Linked DNA regions of Ovis aries: region 2 is linked to region 1. Evidence: chromatin contacts called from public Hi-C data. All regions are on one chromosome and are shown on one strand. The core of a region is the stretch at or near the end of the contact, and the rest is flanking DNA. Distances in the headings are between cores, read along the strand shown.

What was found. Hi-C and Micro-C count contacts between places; a contact is called where the count stands out from the background.
Region 2: a Hi-C map of tail adipose tissue shows a contact between it and region 1, with 5 times the contacts expected there. The contact joins the promoter of RBPJL here to the enhancer-like site in region 1. A contact is called at or near these places in 7 of 16 Hi-C or Micro-C datasets (hypothalamus, liver, mesenteric adipose tissue and 3 more).

What each region holds. Positions count from the first base shown.
Region 1 is chr13:73,378,650-73,381,313 of ARS-UI_Ramb_v3.0, forward strand. The region is part of intron 10 of STK4 (serine/threonine kinase 4); the gene reads left to right. Among named protein-coding and RNA genes, the nearest start is that of KCNS1, 46 kb to the right of the region's middle. Within about 2 kb of position 1,347, at least 5 of the 54 cell types and tissues checked have an H3K27ac peak or open chromatin away from gene starts, as enhancers often do.
Region 2 is chr13:73,551,989-73,554,652 of ARS-UI_Ramb_v3.0, forward strand. RBPJL (recombination signal binding protein for immunoglobulin kappa J region like) reads left to right here and starts at 1,327. Exons shown (of 5, transcript XM_042230180.2): 1 at 1,327-1,609; 2 at 1,913-2,087. The coding sequence starts at 1,535.

The DNA.
Region 1 (2,664 bases), core at 97-2,596:
TGTTCTCTCCAAGCACCAATAATTCTGAGTAGAAAGCCTGTCTTTTCCTGTCTTCATCTCACCATTGGAATTCGATGCTAATGTTACTGAGATTTTAAGCTGACAGTGTAAGGAAGTGTTGACAGCATTGAGAAGATGATTCAGCGAGGAGAAAGCTGATCAATGGTAATTTATTGTATTGTAAAGACACAACTCATTGTGTGTTATTGATTGCTCTTGACATCCAAGTTTTTGGACAGGAAAAGTGTTAGATTTCACTTGCATTTAAATGTGAAATGGTGTCTGTTTCTAAGGAAATATATTATGCCTGTGGGTAGTAGGTGTTGATTTTGGTTGAGGTGGTTTGTGTGCCTGGGGTGTTTAGATCATACGGTCAGACCTTTAGGTTTCTAATCCTGACTTTACCATTTATTGAGTAGTTTGGGGCTAGTTTCCTCTCTCTGTGCCTCAGTTTCCTCACTGTAAAACGGAGATAATACTATTTCCTATAGGATAACTTTCATGTGGGAGTGAGAATTAAGCATGGTAATGTTTATAAAGTGCCTTCAACACAATAGGCATTTCATAAATGTTAACTTCCTTCTCTTTCCCTCCTCTCTCCCCTCCTTTCTTGAAACATCATCCATGGAGTAAATTTCAATGACCTAAACACCTTTCCCCAGTGATTTGCCACTGATTCTCATTATTAAATCAGAGATACATTCCCAAAGAAAACTTGTTCCCGAAGAGACTGATTTAAAACTGGTCTAAAAGAAAGGAGTCAGGATTTTTACCAAAAGTGATTACCCAAAGTGGTCATGAGTCACATTTTTAGAACATCCCAGTGCTTGCTAGCTTTCCCCTACTGCTCTATTCCATATGTTTTTTGCTTTGTACCCACCCCTATAACCCCTTTGTGCTGCTAAGTTGCTTCAGTCGTGTCCGAATCTGTGCGACTCCATAGTCAGCAGCCCACCAGGCTCCCCCGTCCCTGGGACTCTCTAGGCAAGAACACTGGAGTGGGTTGCCATTGCCTTCTCCAGTGCATGAAAGTGAAAAGTGAAAGTGAAGTCGCTCAGTTGTGTCCAACTCTTAGCGACCCCATGGACTGCAGCCTATCAGGCTCCTCCATCCATGGGATTTTCCAGGCAAGAGTACTGGAGTGGGGTGCCATTGCCTTCTCCGACCCCTTTGTACCCACCCCTATTAACATTACCGATCTTTTTCAAATCTTAAAGCACTCAGCTTCCACTGCAGTGCACACTTTCACCAGTAGATGTCACCGTCTCTCTGCTTGTGTGCACAGCTTCCTGGGTGGAAGAATTTCCTTATGATACAGAGAGGTTGCCAGCTGTGTCAAATTACTGATACCATTACTTCATCAGCCTGGAAGTTGGACATTATGTGAAGTGAGTTTCCTTGAAAATAGGGGTGCCTTGTAACTCTCCTAGACCAGGAGAATGAATAGCAAAGTATGTCAGAAAGAGGGTTGAATGGCCCTGGCTTTAGCTGGGAAGTAGGATGGGTGACTTTTCTCTTTCAGGCTTGTGTTTCAGGTTTGCAGTCTGTAAAACTCAAATATAATTCCACCTGTCCTGCTTTTCCTCCAGGGTTAGAGAAAGGATCACATGACTGTTGGTTGGGGTTTTTTGAATCACGTTTATTTTTAGAACAGTGATAGAATTCTATTAGCAGAGGATTGTAGGGTTGTTTATGTTTGCTTTTGGTTCATTGTATATTACTGTTAATGTTTCCTTTATTATTATTACTTTACTGTTTATCTTTGTAAAAAAAAAAAAAACTAGGTCTTTGAATAAGAACAGATAATCCAGAGAGAAGGCCAAAGGGGCAGTTAAGCCCAGACTTCTGGAATGCATCTGTTGCTCATAACGATAATATTATCATCACTTTTGTTAATACAACATGTAATACAGTTAAAGGTGCATTCATATTTTCCTCTTTAACTTGGCGATTCTTACAGGGTACCTCTGAGGGGGCAAGACGAGTTTTTTTAATCCCTTTTATAGTTTGAGTATCTGAAATCCAGACGCTAAAAGACAGCTTTCCTACTTAATGCCAAAATCAAGTCTCGAACCAAAACTCCCAAGTTGCTTCCTGCCTCTGTTTACTCTTGGGTATTTTCTTACAGGAAACACAAAACAAGCTGATTGTGAGCTCCAGTGACATGCATGCGTGCGTGCTCAGTCGTGTCTGACTCTTTGTGACCCCATGGACTGTAACCCACCAGGCTCCTTTGTCCTTAGAATTTTCCAGGCAAGAATACTGGAGTGGGGTGCCATTTTCTCCACCAGGGGATCTTCCCAACCTGGGGTCTGAACCTGCATCTCCTGTGTTGGCAGGCGGCTTCTTTACCCAATGACATAACTACGTACTTACTTAACTTTACAAAGCAGGTGAAAGAATCCTCTTTCAAATAGTACGTGATGGGGGTTCTAGTGACCAGGAAGAATGGTTTCAGATTTATCACATCTTACTGGGAATTTTGTAATATTAGAAGAGTATTTATTATTATTATTTTTTTTTTTAGAAGAGTATTTATTATTGACTTGAATTTTTTTCATGCTTATTCAGAGTGCATGCAGATTGACAGGCTTTGCATTTCCTTATTTACATAACTAATTCCCCTTGTCAGAACAGTGTGATTTTTACCTTCTTTTAATGTTC
Region 2 (2,664 bases), core at 77-2,576, 170 kb after region 1:
GACGATCCCCTGGAGAAGGAAATGGCAGCTCAATTCAGTATTTTTTGGCCTGGAAAATTCCATGGACAGAGGAGCCTGGCGGATTACAGTGTATGGGGTCGCAAAGAGTGAGACATGACTGAGCACGCATATGCACGCTCACCACACACAGAACCTGGAGAGGACTCAGGGCTCCACTCTTAGCCAATCAGCAGCCTTTTTCCCTCAGTCACCATCAGCCCCGACTTTGATCTGTTACAGAACCACCCTGTGAATCTACAGTCCCCATTCACTCATTCACCCATTCATTCATTCTTTCATTCCACAACTGCCTACTTTGTGCTTATCATGCGTCAGGCTCTCTGGCACTGCTGGGCACCCAGCACACAGTTGGACAAGATAGATACGATGACTGCCTTTGTGGCATCTTTGCTCTAGTGTGAGAGAGACGGACAATAAACACCTCACAAATCAGTGAAGAAGATGCTCCCAGATGGTGATGAGAGCTAGAAGGGAAACAGAATAGGGCAAGGTGATAGAAACTGAGGGGCAGGGGTGTATTTAGCTAGCAAGGTCAAGATGGTAGGAAGGCCTTTTGAGGCCGTGAAATCTGAACTAAGACTTAAATGTGAAAATGGAGCCAGACATGAGAAAGTCTGGGGGGAGCATGTTTTAATTAGAAGCAATGAAAAATGCAAAGACCTTGACTCACTTGGTACTAACTTGGCCTGTTCCAGGCCAAAAGAAGTCAGGGTGGCTGGAATTAGAGAAGAGGGGTCATCATAGGAAGTGAAGTTGGAAAAGGGGCCAGATCATGTAAGTACTTTGAATTTAAACCACTGGAGGATTTTAAGATAAGCAACATACCTTAAAAAAAAAAAAGGCAAAACCCCATTTGGCTGTTGTGTGAAAAACAGGTCGAAGCGGTAGGGGTGGGAGCAGAGAGACCAATGGGAGGCTGATGCAGTGATCCAGACAAATTGATGGCAGTTGGGACAAAGATGGAGGTGGTCAGAAGTCAATGGATTCTGAATATGTTTTAAAGGTGGTGGATAGGACTTACTGATGGATTGAGTGAGGAATGTGAAAAAAAGAAAAGAAAGATTCGAGTATTAATGAGGTTCACAGTCGCGGAGAAACCTGGGGAGATGGAGGAGGAATCAAGGATTCCGTTGGCTTTCTGCTATCTTTGAGATGCCTCAAAGACAGGACGCTAAAGTGGAGATGGATATACGAGTCCGGCGCTTACATGTCTCCGCAGGTTCTTCTGCCCGCCGCCCTGTGTCTACCTCGCAGGTCCCGGCTGGAGGGTGAAGCCAGTGCCGGGCCAAGGTGAGGGCGGACTCCAGGGTGGCCGGGCGGCTCGGTTTATAAGGGGACCAGCCACTCACTCTGCAGGGCCCGGGAGCGGGGCGGTTCTCAGGCGCAGTCTCGCCGCGCCCTCTGGCGGCGAGAACTAAGCTTGCCTGGCTGACATCTGAGTGCTTCCAGAGCCCGCTCGCATCCCTTTGCAGCCCACCAGGCAGGGGAGACTGGGCCCCTGGTGTGCGGTTACATGGGACTAGACGGCGCGTCCGGCAGCGCCGCCGAGACGCAGAAGTTGAATTTCGAAGAGCAGCCCGACTCCAGGGTGAGAGCGCATGGCAGGAGGGGGGCGGTGTGTGTGTGGGGGGGGGGGGGGGGGCTGCGATTCCTTCTCCCATCCTCACTTCTCCCTTGGAGGGGACCGGAGAGGGGAGGGGGCTCCTTCAACTCCCCCTGCAGGAGCCAAAAGATAGGTGGGGATGCGGAGAGATCAGGTTGAGGCTGAGCCCAAGAGCTTGGACGTGTCATGTCACGTCCAACGGGGCGAGCGTCAGGTAACTGGGGGTGGTGGGCTCATCCCGGGACTTAGGGCTGCGATGAGACTACCCCGTCCCCGCGAACCCGGTAGGAATTCAGTTGCGCCAAGACTCTGTACATCTCGGACGCAGACAAGAGGAAGCACTTCCGACTGGTGTTGCGGCTCATGCTCCGAGGCGGCCGGGAGCTGGGCACCTTCCACAGCCGCCTCATCAAGGTCATCTCCAAGCCCTCGCAGAAGAAACAGTCGCTGAAAAACACCGACCGTGAGCGGGGGCGGGGCCTGGCCGCGGGGCGGGCTTGGGGAGGTGCCCCAGGTCTGCAAACGGCTTGATTTGGGAAGGGGGAGGGGGAGAGGCCTGGGAGTCTGAGCCGAAAGCGGGGCCCGGTCTGGATAAGTGGGTGTGGCTTAGGTATCCAATTTGAGGTTAAGGGTCCCCAAAATAGCTGGCAGATGCTGAACTAAAGACAAAATATAAAAAGGCAGAGGAAATTCAGTTAAAAATATTTATTCAGTGCCTGATGTGCCTTGCAAGTGTCTGTTCTGGAGGAACAGCCTAGCCTAGCAGGAGAGAGACACACATAGCTGATCAAAGAGACAGTTGGAGATAAGTACTGCCCTGGATGCCAAGTGATAAACCCCGGGGCTAATGGGTTTGACAATACAGGGGAAAAAAGCCTGAATGACAATAACACCATCACCCTCCCTGGAAGATGGAAGGGAGAAGCTGGGCCAAAGGGGCCTTTCTTGGCAGGCATGTACATTCATCACCCTGTTGGATGCTCATCCTTGTAAGGTGAGTGGTAGGTGAGGAAAATGAGACGCGGAACATCCATCCATTC